Regions from separate parts of the Mus musculus genome. Here all the other regions are linked to region 4. The links are chromatin contacts, called in public Hi-C and promoter capture Hi-C maps. All regions are on one chromosome and are shown on one strand. The core of a region is the stretch at or near the end of the contact, and the rest is flanking DNA. Distances in the headings are between cores, read along the strand shown. Region 1 holds the start of Snx21 (sorting nexin family member 21). Region 2 holds the start of Zfp335os (zinc finger protein 335, opposite strand). Region 3 holds the start of Zswim1 (zinc finger SWIM-type containing 1). Region 4 holds the start of Stau1 (staufen double-stranded RNA binding protein 1).

Region 1 (3,327 bases), core at 306-2,805, 2.2 Mb after region 4:
GCTTCAGCCTTTCAAGTCCCTGTGCAATATTTTTTAAATGGGCCTACATTTTGCACACATATCAAGTGAAGTTAGGTGTGGAATTTTCCACTTGCGGCCTCACGTGGACACTCAAATGCTTCAGATTTTCAAGCATTTCAGATTGGGGAATTTGACACTATACAGCTACAGTTTTAATCTATCACAGTGCCAGACAATGCTAAGGTTTCCCTGCGCCTGGCCTCATTTACCTCCTATTATAATCCCATGTATTGCCTATTGCTCAAAAGAGGAAACTGGGGGCCACTGAGGCCACAGAACCCACCCAAGGGGAAGCCACTGGTAAACACAGGGGATGTGAATCAAGACTGGTCTGGATCCAAAGCCCATTTCCTTAATCCTGACCCATGCCACTGGGTCTCAATACTGTGTCCTGCTGCGGTTGACAGAAACCCACAGGGTACAGAAAGAAACACACATCAGTTCTCGTAACCTCAAGACTAGGACAGGAGGCAACTCCTAAGGCCACATTCTCAGTTTTAGAGAAACTAAGTCATTTGCCTGAGGACGTGTTCAGTTGACACCCATCTTCTCATCTGGTCTCAGTTCCCCCAGGTGTAAAATAAGGACATCCTTTTATAACTGCATGGCCACGACCCCCGCCCCAAAATCTGTGCTATTTCCTTTCTCTCAGCTAGACATCTAGACTCGCTGCTCAAGGGTTCCTGGAACCTCACTCACCACGTACTTGGAGGGAGGGTCTTTGACAACATTGGCGCTGGTCACCTCAAAGAGCAGCCTCTGTGGAACTAGGGTGTTCCGAGACTTTTTCCAGAAATCCTGCAGCTGGCGGGCCAGGAGTTGACTGCTCCGTTGTCCATCAGGTGGGGGACTTCGTTCTGCACAAGCACATGACCCGTCATTATGGGGGTGGCTAGCTCCAGAGTTAACGTAAACAAAATGCCATGACCTCATTCACAGAAGCGAGATGTGCTTCACCCCAGCGCCTGGCTTACAGTGGATGCTAAACCTCCACCCGAAGCAGCTAGCACACACGTTTGTTTCCCTGGTCCTGTGCATTTAATATCTACAAAAAACCCGAGATGGTGTGATTCCCATAGTGTTGTGAGTCAAGGTCACACAGCCAAACCGTGTCTGGAAGAGCTTATAGTGTCAATAGTTTCAGAGAGAAAACTCAGGATGCCCTCGGACCGCGTCCAGCGGGGAGGCCTAACCGAGCCCCGGGGTTCCTGTCTGTCCTCCCGCACTCGCCTGCGTCTTCTCCCGATGCCCCGTCTCCTGAGGGCGGCGAGTCGAGGCCCGCCTCGTCGTCCTCGTCTTCGTCGTCAGGGTCATCCTCCGCACTAGTGAAGCTGAGGGTGCCACTGAGGCGGGAGGACAGGCCCTCGGCGTCATCGTCCTCCAGCTCTGAGCTCTCAGGGAACTGCTCGGCCTCTGGGCCCGCCGCCGCCTCCCCGGGGCCATCGCTGGCCAGGGCGTGTCGCAGCCGGTGTAGGAGCCGCGAGGCCATGGCACCCAGGGGGGAGCGCGCCACGCTGGGTCCAGGGCTGAAGAGGGAGGGGACCCCCGCCCGGAGAGGGACCCGGGGGCGTGTCAGGGGCGTGGCACAAGAGGCCACGCCCACGGGCCGCGGCCGCTGGGGACGTGCGGGAGGCCGGCCTCTGCCCTGTTCCTCCCGCAGGCCGGGACGCGCCTCCACCCACCGCGTCCCAAGTGCGTTCGGGGCGGGCTCCCGGGATTTGGTGCAGCAGCCTGGCGGATTTAAGAGGCTCTCCGCCCAGGCAGCTCACGGCGCCGCCTCGCTGCTTCCTGCCGCCGCTCCGCCTCCGCCCCGCCAGCTCCCTCTCCCGGAGCTGTTAGAATCCCAAGCCGCTGCCTGCGGGAGGGACGCGGAGGGCAGCCGGGCGGGCCAAGGCTTCCCCCGAAACCCAGCCGGATCGTGGTGGCCGCGCCCCCTCTTGGACTCGCCCACCCCTCCTGGTCTCCTGAGGCCGCCCCAAGCTTTACCCCTAATCTCCATACAGTGCCATGTAACTTTACAGTGTAATTTCGCGGCATTTGGGAGCTCGGCTCTCCCTTGAGTGAAGCTTGAAATCCGGTTTCGTCCAGCCTAGGTTTTCTCATATGAAACAAGAATACTAATACTCATACTAAATTTTCACTCATACTAAATTTTCAGCTCTTGTAAAAACCCCAGTCCGGTGCCTGTGTGAGAAACCTAGCCCTTCCCAGTTTCGTTTGAACTTAACCTGGGGGAAGTAGTCAAAGAGGAAAACATCCAGAGAGGCTGTTACTTGTTCAAGGTTGCCCAGTTTGTCAGAGATCTCTAGCGTGGGAGCTCTTGAACTGATTTATTTTCCCACGCGTGCGGGGTTGCTTGGGTAATCTCTATAACTCTCTTGGAGAACTGCAGTTTATCTTTTACTGCAGGGTAGCAGTAGTCAGGAAAATGATTGCTGATCCCTGTCCCAAGGCTTACATGTCAGACCTAGCAGGCAGATTTGGCTAGTTAGACAATAAAACAAGTTATCTCAAAGGCCAGGTGTGGTGCTCCTGTGGCTCATGCCATTAATCCTAGCCCTGGCTCTCGGGAGGCAAAGGTAGGAGGATCATTGTGAGTTCAAGAACAGCCTGGTTTACTGTTGAGGTCCAGAACTAAATAGAGACCCTGCCTCAAAATTATCTCAGACAGTATCAAAATTAAGTATCTCCTATCCCCTTTTAGGGCGTGGGAGAGGGATGGAGGATATGAACGGAAAGACCTTCCTGGCCTTTACTGAACAGAAGGGTCTCAGATTTTAGCACTCATGGCGTCTTGTAAGTATTTCATACACTGTCACATGTCAGTCTCAGAGGATGAAGTTACAGTAATGATTATTTTTCTAAACGATTTATTTATTTCATATATGTGGTTATACTGTCGCTGTCTTCAGACACAGCAGAAAATGGCATTGGATGACCATTACAGATGGTTGCTGGGAATTGAACTTAGGACCTATGGAAGAGCAGTCAGTGCTCTTAGCCACTGAGCCATCTCTCCAGCCCCTCCCCCCCCCCTTGATGGTTCTTTTTTAATATGAGGAAACTAAGGCTGAGACTGGAAAGATGGTTTAGTGGTTAAGGGTGTGTATTTAGAAGAACTCTGGTAGAAGACCAGAGCTTGGTTTTCAGTACCCAAACTGGCAGTTATAGGCGCCCTCTTCTGGCCTCCAAAAGTTCCTGCACACATGTACACAAAACCCAAACACAAATACACATAATTAAAAACAGAATAAGTCTTAGAAAAAAGCCAGGTGTGGTGGTGCACACTTTTAATCCCAGCATTCG
Region 2 (3,122 bases), core at 421-2,920, 2.1 Mb after region 4:
TTTTTTGAGACAGGGTTTCTCTGTGTAGCCCTGGCTGTCCTGGAACTCACTCAGTAGATCAGGCTGGCCTCGAACTCAGAAATCCGCCTGCCTCTGCCTCCCAAGTGCTGGGATTAAAGGAGTGTGCCATCACCGCCCCGCTTTTTTTTTTTTTTTTTTTTTTTTTAGTACACGGTTTTTGTGTCCTGAAACTAACTCTGTAGACCAGGCTGGCTTTGAACTCACAGAGATCCACCCGTTTCTGCCTTTCCATTTCTGGGTTTAAAGGTGTGTGCCACCACTCCCTGGCTCTTTCCATTTCCTTTTCTTTCTCTCTTTTTTTTTTCTTTTCTTCTTCTCTTCTCTTTTCTGTTTTGAGATATGGTCTCGCTATGTAGACCTGGCTGTTCCGGAACTATGTAGAGCAGACTGGCCTCAAACTCACAGAAATCCGCCTGCCTCTGCCTCCCAAGTGTTAGGACTCAAAGGCGTGCAGCACCAGGGCCCGGCTTTAAGCATGTATTTATTGTTATGTCTGTAAGTGCACACATGACACTAAGAGCGCGTGGAGGTGGGTGGACAGCCTGGAAGAGACGGTTCTCTCCTTTTACCATGTGGTTTCTGGGAAAAACTTACTACATAGCTCCAGCTGGTCTATGTAAGTCAAGTGAGGTTAGCCTGCCTCTCCGGAGTGCTAGATTAAAAGCATGAGCCACCACCACACTGGGCCCAAGGACTGTAGACTTCTAAAAATACCTAACACTGCCTGCGTGCGTGCATGCGCGTCTATGAGCGCGTGTGTATGCTAGGAATAGGACGCAGGGCCTCGTGTTTGCCACTGAGCTAATTCCCCAACTTCTAAACACACCTACACTGATCAGAGGACAGCTGGGTGTCTGGCCCTCCAGTCCTAGTAAGAAATACAGCTGCGAAGTGCACCGTGGCCTAAGCATTAACTCTTCTTCAAACATCCCTGACCTCTGCCATTACCCGATCCCCCAAGTCGCCTTAGTTGTGATTCCTGACCAGCCTTTCCTGTCCTCAAACCTCGGTTTTGCCATCTGTACTACGGCACAGCAAGCCCAACCCGGGAGAACCCGATCTGGCTCGAGTGGAGCTTTAAGCTACAGGTGAAAAACCAGGAAAATGACTGACGTTCCCTCCCCTCTGGACACCTCTAAACCATCCCAGGTCGCGACGGTTCTCTAAGCGACCCCTGGAGGTGTGGCTAGACGCTGGGGGCCACACCCACGAGAGCCGGGCGCCTCCGCCGCGCCTTGTCCGGCGAGTCCGGGCTGGGACCTGCGTGACGTCATGCCACTTCCCGTGTAGCCCTCCGCCACACGAAAAAGTAGTCCCCGTACCCAGCTGACCTCAGCCCTAACACCGGGCAGCATGTGACTTCTAGAGTCCTCCTGGACCCGACGACGGCTCTGAGTCCTCCGAGAGGCCTTCTGAAACCCCGCAGATCTCTCTCTCCCGGGGGGACGGCGGCGGAAGTAGTTCCGGTTCGAGGGCGGCCGATGGGTTCCTCCGCGACGGGGGTGAGAGGATGGCGACCTCGTCGATGCCGGAGTCGGAGAGCGACACAGCAGCCAGAGGCTCAGGTTAGCGGCAGCCGGAGGCGGGCTGCCCCTCCGCACACTGCCGTGCACCGGGGCCCTGCCGCGAGGCTGCCGGGTGGCGGACTCCCGGGCCGGCGGGGCTGTCCGAACAGGGCCCCGGGGTCCCAGGCCCTTTAGCCGCTCTCGCATTTGCCTGAGCGGAAACCCAGCGCCGCCACAAGATGGCGCCGGGCCTGGAGCTCAGGCAGCGCCGGGGACAGCCCCGAGACACCAGGCCCCGCGACCGTCGCTGTCAGCCCCCTCCGCAGGGGAGTCCGGGGAGGGGGAGTGAACCACTGACCCCGGGGGCCTGCGGGCTGTACCACCGGCTCCTCATCCGAGGGGACACGGGGGCCGGAGCGCCGGGCCGCTGTGTCCGCCCAGGGTCGATTCATGCCTCTGGGAGGAGCAAGGAGCCGTGATCACCCACCGGGACCACCCTTCTTCCCAAAGGGTCCTAGCCTGAGAGGCCAGGCGTCCCTATTCTTTTCTGGAAGGTTCCCTTTCCAGGAAACCCCGTCCCATCTAGTCCGATGCTCAGTCTTTGCATCTGCAGAATGGGCACACCGGTGCATCTGGGTGGGTTCTGCTTGGCCGGGCCCGAAAGGTGGACCACTTGTTGCAACCATGGTCGTATCGCCCAGCAGAGTGAAAGCCTCAAACCCCGCGCTTCGCTGTCAGTCGGTCCCCAGAACCAATGGAGGAGAACGAGGTGGAGAGCAGTAGCGACGCGGCCCCTCGGCCCGGCCAGCCTGAGGAGCCTTCTGAGAGCGGCCTGGGTGTGTGCACCTCGGAAGCTGTGTCCGCGGACAGCAGCGACGCTGCGACCGTCCCAGGATTAACGGAGGCTGACGACTCTGGCGTCGGGCAGAGCTCGGACGGTGGCAACCACTCTGTGGTATGGATCAGTGTGGATGGTGTGGGCAGGGGGACCGTCAGCAAAGCCTACTTGTAGAAAATAACTGTTTTTGAGGCAGACGCCAAGCCATGCCATGCCAAACTGCTGTGGTCGGTTTTGACAAGTCCCATGGCTAAGAGACATACTTAAACCACTTGTTTCCAGAATCTTCAGAAAGGGAAACTGAGGCAGAGCGTGCTTGCTATCGACAGAGCCAGAATTATCCATGGTCTTACCCAGAGCCCTCAGGCTCCATGAGCCCGGTTCAAATGTTGATCCATCTCAGTTATCTTAGTCTTCCCATCTGTCAAATGGAACGGGAGGGCCGGGTTCTATGGGTGCTAGGCTGTAAGGGGAAACTGAGCCATGTTTTCCTGACCCATTACTTTGTGATTTGAGCAGGTTACCCAGGTTCTAGCCCTCATCTTCTCTGTTAAGTGAAAATTAGAAACATAGTCATCTCTGGTAGCTTCATAAGTAATTTTGCGAGATGGGGATTGTATCTGGACTCCACTTGATGGAGATATGAAGTAGTGGCCCTGGGTGTGCAGTTTAGGGTTTCATTATGTCAGCAGAAGTGGGCCTACCCTGGGGGTCTAACTTATGCTATATTACAGGGTTACTGCTAGGGACAGGACAGG
Region 3 (3,121 bases), core at 107-2,606, 2.2 Mb after region 4:
CTTGGGAGGCAGAAGCAGGCTGATCTCTGTGAGTTCTAGGCGAGCCAGGGCTGTTACACAGAGTACCCCTCTGTCTCAAAAAACAAAACAAAAAAACCCATATGGCATGTGGACCTTCTTTTTCTACAGAAGGATTCTGCTGTGTAGCTCTGACTTGTCCACAGCAATCCTCTCACCTCAGCTTCCAAGTGCTGCAAATAAGGCATGTGTCAACATTTAATTCTTTTTTAAAAATCATTCTAAATATTTGCATGGCCTTTCTGTTCACAAATTCTTATAATTCTTACCAACTTTTTCTTTGGTCCTGGTATATACCAGGAAAAAAAAACTGCTCAAAATTTGCTGTGAAATATTGAGCAAGCCAATTGCCTTCTCTGAAACTTGATTCCTTTCACTTTATTTATTTTTTTCTTTTGGCTTTTTTCGAGACGGTTTCTCTGTATAGCCCTGGCTGTCCAGGAACTCACTCTGTGGACCTCGAACTCTAAAATCTGCCTGCCTCTGCCTCCCAAGTGCTGGGATTAGAGGCATGCGCCACCACTGGCCGGCAATTCCTTTCACTTTAAGGGGGCTAGCATGTGTGTAACCTCTCCTGCGCCTACACATATCCTGATTGGATGTAATGCTTTATGCAAATGTTTCCCATTTGGCTCCATTCACTGTCCCCATTTCGCCGATGAAAGACTCAGGTTCAAAGACACATGAAAGACTGAGGTAGAAAGCATAGGCTATCTGTCCATCATTACAACAGCTGGAAGCCGAGCTTTGGCTCCAGATCCTGATGGCATCCTATAGAGTCCCAAATTATGGATCAGGAAGGGAAGGCGGCCTCTGACCTCACCTGAACACCGGTGGGGGACGCGGAAGGCTGAGGTTCGTGTTCAAGCCCAGCGGAGCCGAAATCCACCTTCCACTGGTGGAAGCTGAATGCACTAGTCGCTGAGACCCGGCTTCACGCCTCCACGGCCGAGACCATTCGCGCACCGGCAGACGCGGCAGCCATTCCTCCCACTGGGCCCGCCTCCGACTGACTGACGTCCAGCCTCGCCAATCACCACGCCAGCTTCACAATGACTCAGACCAAAGGAGCTCGCTGTGGAACTTGGGAGTTACGGACCAATCCTGGACTGGCAGCTCCTGGACGGGGCTGTTGCCAGGGTTACAGAGGCTCGGCCAGAAATCACCAATGAGAGCTTGTGGAAGGATGTTCAAGCCCGGAACAGGCCGCCCGAGGGCGAAGCCTCCCTTCGGTCTAGGGGGCTGGAAAGGCGGCACCTTTTAAAGGCCAAAATAAAAATAAAAAAGAGCAGTGTTTTATACGGACAACATTTAGTTTGTCGGCTATCGAGCTGTCAAGCTCCGTAGATACAGAATGGTGGAAAAAGGTGCAAATGTAATCCTGCATTCTTTGCCTTGTGGAGAAACTGAGGCTTGTAATTCCGGTTATTCAGGGTCTGAGATAGGATCAAGAATTTGAAGCTAACTCAGGCAACCTAGTAGGACCAAGTCTTAAACAGCTGGGTGTGGTGTCACACGTATTTAATCCTAGCACTGGGGAAGCAGAAGCCAGCCTGGTCTACATCAAGTTCCAGGCTAGGCTTCTCTCGAAAATAAAATTAAAAAGTTTAAATTAGGAATTTGCCCACAGCGTCCCAGCAAGTGGCTTGCAGTAAAATCTAGGATTTAGGTCGGTCTTTCCTCCTGGTCCCTGACAGGACAGAATGAACAAGACAAGCTACCATCTGTGTTGTAGGATAGGTTGGTAGGAAGAGGGCAGAGTATGGGGGTGCATTACTAACCCTCTGAATGTCAAGTACCCCATTAGACAACATTCATGGTTCCTTTAAAATGACAACGTTTTGAGGCCGCTAGTCTGGGCTACATGAGGCCCCGTCTCAAAAAACACAAACGTGAAACAAAACAAAAACCGACTTTATTAGTGTGAATAAAAATACGTAACAGGTATTTTCTAAAGAGCAGCAACAGTTGACAATCAAGGGCTACCCTCCTCCCCCTCTGTCTCTGGACACAAAGCTCCTTTCCGGGCCCATTGTGTTTATCCTAACCTGGGCAAGGGTTCGTCTGTGTAGGCTGGGAAGAAAGGAGCATGCCCTTTCATATGGAATAACTTTGGCTTTGAACAATGAACAAGGTGTCTACAGAACGCCAAAGGTAGGGCTGAAATGAGGCAGGGTCAAAGGATTGTCACAGTGGAGTCCCTCTCCCCCGAGTTTTAAGATCTTCTTAGCCCTTACCTAGGAAGACACTGATAAAAATACTGACCTACAGTCTGACCCACCACTTTGAACTGTCCCAAGGTGGTTCTGAGATGGGTTCACTAGTACAAACACTTCAATCATGAACCATGGCTTCAGCAAGAGGGGGGCTGTCTGCTTCCTCTAGCTTTCCCCAGAGGAAAGGGAGGCAGCCCACGTCTCTGAAGTCAACTGGCTGCTGACTGGACTCAGGCAGCTGATAGGGGTCTGCCCAGATGTCCACAATCTTGCGCAGGGTGGAGCAGCGCTCCTCCAGCTCTGGCCCCTCGGTCTGCATCAGCAGGTTTGCCAGCTCCCTGCTTAGGTCCCGAATCATGTGGTTCTGACCTTGCTTTTCAGGCTGATCTGTGTTTGGGATGATTCCACGGTCTTGCAGCTCCCCATTGGGGTCAAGGAGGTGCTGGTATTTCTTCTGCCACCGGCAGCACACCATGGCTTCCCCTACTGGCTGCTGGCTGGTATGCAACAGAGCCAAAATGTGGCGGCATGGCAGATGGTAGCACTGTTGAAAGGAGCAGCTGCAGCTACAGCCATCTTTGCTCACCTGGTGTGAGTTCTCTAGCAGCTGAACAGCCACTGAGGAGCCGGCCTCGTCTACCAGGTGGGTGGAATTCTGTACCACCTCCCACTCATTATGACACAACTTGTAGGCTAGTTCAGAGCCACTCTGGTGCAAGATGTCTAGCATGCCAGCCTTGGAGGACTGATCCTGGGGCTGTGGCAACTGAGACTGTGCTGAGTCTGCCTTTGTCTCTTCTACCTCTTCCACAGGGAGCCTGGTGTCACCCCCACCACAAATTCTAAAAGGCTTCTTGGGCCTTGGAGGCGTGCTTGGGAGCCGAGTT
Region 4 (2,955 bases), core at 56-2,555:
GGGTTTTACAAAAAGCAAACTAAGAAGACTTAATTCAGATAAAGGCGCCCCCCAGTGTCTCTGCAAGTCAGAGGAGGGTCTTTTTAGCTACAGCAGACGTCATCATGAATTCATGCAAAGTCAGCCACAGTGCCTTGGCAAGGAGACTGGGCTGTTAGGCATGCTATTTTTATTTATTTATTTGTTTGTTTGTTTGTGTTTCCAGACACCACCAACTGGCTAGGTTTTTTTTTTTTTCCCCTTTTGGGGTAGGGATGGAACCCGGAGTCTTGGGTATCTAGCTATGATGTTTACCTAGGTGCATCAACCACAGGCACCACTTAAAATAAGCCCAGAGGGGGGCTACAGAGATGGCTCAGCGGTTAAGAGCACTGACTGCTCTTCTAAAGGTCCTGAGTTCAATTCCCAGCAACCACATGGTGGCTCACAACCATCCATAATGAGATCTGATGCCCTCTTCACAATGTACTTACAAATAATAATAAATAAATCTTAAAAAAAAAAAAAGCCCAGAGGATGCCAGCGACTCAGCTCCCACAACCTCCGGTAAGGACCCCATCTAATTCTAAAGACCTGTCTCCCCCGCTACATAAAAGGGTTGCTACATAAAAGGGTTGCTATAGGGCTGGAGAGATAGGTGGCTAACAGTTAAGAACACTTGAAGAGGATCTACCTCACAACTGCCTGAAACTCCTACACCAGGCAGGCAACGCCAGCACTGGACTCCGTGGATGCCTGAACTCAAAACACCAAGGCAAGAAAACCCAAGCTATAAGACTAGTGAAGATGGAGCTGAGCGGTAGAAGTTTGCTTCAATCCCCAGGACTACACTAAACAAGCCCACACCAGCCTCTTGTCCACAGAACCACACTCAGTTTAGAGCTGCGGGAAAGGAACCAGACAGCACTTGTGCTTGTCTGTTTTCGGCTCAGACTTCATTTACTCTGACTTCCCCAGTAAACTCCATAAGGGCAGGGACTTGTGCATTCTCACTGTATTCTCAGCTTTCGGTCTTGCACGCAGCAGCAGGTTAACAAAAGTTAGCGTAGGGAAAAAGGGGTGACTGTAGGAAGGGAACAGAAAGCCTAGAAAAGAAAGGAAGCGAGGCCTGTATTCCCTGCCGAGACCGAGCTCCTGGGAAACTACAACTCCCAACATGCCTCGGACCCAGCGCAGCCGTGCCCGGCCCTTGTGGGCCTTGCGTGCCTAGAGAGCGCATGCGGGACGCGGCGCCCGCTGGGACTTGTGGTTCCTGCCGCGGTGTGTAGGGGGTGGGGCCGGCATGGAGGCGGGCGGGGGCCGGGGGCGGGCGCGGCCCCTCCCCCGTCACTTCCTGCCAGGCTGCGGGCCCCGAGCCGCTCTTCAGCGTTTGCGCTGGCTGTCGTCGCGTCTGTGTGCGCTCCCCCTTCTTCTGAGCCCCGGCCTGGCGGCGCCCGCCTTCGCCTCCGCCACTCCGCCTCTTCCCTCCTCTGGTCGGTCCCTTTTTCCTCGCCGTCTTCACTTGCTTCTTCACCTCCTCGCCGCCGCCCAAGACCGCCGGCCCCGGGACGAGCTCTGGGGAAGCAGCCAGGTAAGGCGGCCGGTCCGGGCCGGGTCGGAGCGGGTCGCGGAAGGACCCACGCAGGCACGGCGTCAGCGGGAGGTGGGCGGCGGGTGGGCTAGGCCTTGCGGGCGCGCGAGCCGCGGCCCAGGCCCGTCTCCGCCTGCGGGGCCTTCCCGGAGGAGGCGGGCCCTCCGCGCCGCTCGTGGGCCCTGTGCCGGAGTTAACGCGGGGGGCGCGGGCGGGCAGGGGCAGCGTCGGTCCGGAGGCCCCCCGGGTTTCGGTGCTATGCACAGTGTCGCGGCCAGTGCCGAGCCGCGGGATGAGGTGCCAATTCCCGGCTCGGCCCCCTTCGTCAGTCACTTCGTATTCTTTGTGTCTCTGTTATGAGGGGGAGAAGGAGGGGGAATAGTATTAATCCTGTCCCAACCCGGTCCCTGCCTCTTCAGGCTGTGAAGTTGTGCAGTGAAATGGGGCGTGTAAAGTGCTTATCAGTGTGCCAGACCCACGTCGTGTCCCAATAAGCCGTTTGCATAATTTATTAAGATGATATGAAGGTATAATTTAGGGTGCAGACGGAACATAAGTTGACCTTCCTTTCCACTAGGGTTTTCTCCGAGGCAGAAGAATCCCGCGTGCCCACTGGCAGTGCCTGAGCATTGTGCTCGCTTGGCACCAGAGAGGGGCGGGCGCTTAATGGGGACACTGTAGCAGACAGGGTATGGATGTAAAGCCATCATCATGTCTGTGAAACCAGCTGTAGGGACTTCACCGGCTCCCCTAGGCTCCGCACCCTGTCCCATGTCTCCCTGCCACCATCCAGAACCTTATTGCCATTCCTTTTTATGAGAAAGTTGCTGGCATAAGCTTCTCTTGGGTTTAGCAGACCTTTTTGGAGCCTTCTTGTGTGTCAGGCTCTGGAGGTGGAGTATGCAAAGATTCGAAAACCGTGGTTTCCTGGTTCGCATCTGTAGCTCTTAACTTTCTTTAGCTGAGGCCCTCCCTAGTTATCAGTTTCTCTTAAGCTCTGGCCTCACCTCCCTACTTATGGGCGAAGCTTTTATTTTGTTCCGTTTTGCGTTTTGCCCATTGTATTGTATGCCTTTTTTAAGGTCACTGTTTTCAATTGCTTGTAGCTGTAATAATTCTGTTTGCTTGCTTGCTTGCTTGCTTGCTTGAGACGTGGTTTCTCGGCACAGTCCTGGCTCTCCTGGAAGAAGAAGCTTGTGCTGTAGACCAGGCTGAGTAGCGGTAATTCTTGAGAATTGGAAGTGTTGGAAGAGATTTAAACTGGGATTTTGATCTTTCAGGGATTTGTACTTACCAAATGTAAATTACATCACTACTTGTTGAAGCAAAAACTAAAAATACATTTGGGGAGTGTGGAGGAAGAAGTCTTGGCCATTCTAGTGAAC

Evidence for each region. Promoter capture Hi-C pulls out the DNA fragments that hold promoters and counts their contacts. A called contact is a pair of places that touch in the nucleus more often than the background predicts.
Region 1: a promoter capture Hi-C map of liver shows a contact between it and region 4, with 5 times the contacts expected there. The contact joins the promoter of Snx21 here to the promoter of Stau1 in region 4. A contact is called at or near these places in 5 of 39 promoter capture datasets (the 3T3-L1 cell line, 3T3-L1-derived adipocytes, hippocampal neurons and 2 more).
Region 2: a Hi-C map of B cells shows a contact between it and region 4, with 7 read pairs. The contact joins the promoter of Zfp335os here to the promoter of Stau1 in region 4. A contact is called at or near these places in 4 of 39 promoter capture datasets (the 3T3-L1 cell line, frontonasal cranial neural crest, hippocampal neurons and 1 more), 1 of 484 Hi-C or Micro-C datasets (B cells) and 1 of 9 other capture datasets (adipose tissue).
Region 3: a contact with region 4 is called in a promoter capture Hi-C map of pre-B cells, with 2.1 times the contacts expected there. The contact joins the promoter of Zswim1 here to the promoter of Stau1 in region 4. A contact is called at or near these places in 2 of 39 promoter capture datasets (liver and pre-B cells), 1 of 115 datasets of contacts at active chromatin or transcription factors (large pre-B cells) and 1 of 9 other capture datasets (adipose tissue).

What each region holds. Positions count from the first base shown.
Region 1 is chr2:164,784,249-164,787,575 of GRCm38.p6, reverse strand. Snx21 (sorting nexin family member 21) reads right to left here and starts at 1,555. Exons shown (of 3, transcript NM_133924.3): 1 at 1,252-1,555; 2 at 721-878. The coding sequence starts at 1,510.
Region 2 is chr2:164,909,981-164,913,102 of GRCm38.p6, reverse strand. It overlaps Zfp335os (zinc finger protein 335, opposite strand), which reads right to left and starts at 1,670. Exons shown (of 2, transcript NR_166490.1): 1 at 1,353-1,670. It overlaps Zfp335 (zinc finger protein 335), which reads left to right and starts at 1,353. Exons shown (of 28, transcript NM_199027.2): 1 at 1,353-1,586; 2 at 2,231-2,481. The coding sequence starts at 2,281.
Region 3 is chr2:164,820,921-164,824,041 of GRCm38.p6, reverse strand. It overlaps Zswim1 (zinc finger SWIM-type containing 1), which reads right to left and starts at 1,356. Exons shown (of 2, transcript NM_028028.2): 1 at 842-1,356. It overlaps Zswim3 (zinc finger SWIM-type containing 3), which reads right to left. Exons shown (of 2, transcript NM_178375.2): 2 at 1,915-3,121. The coding sequence ends at 2,353.
Region 4 is chr2:166,994,649-166,997,603 of GRCm38.p6, reverse strand. It overlaps Stau1 (staufen double-stranded RNA binding protein 1), which reads left to right and starts at 1,305. Exons shown (of 12, transcript NM_001109906.2): 1 at 1,305-1,570.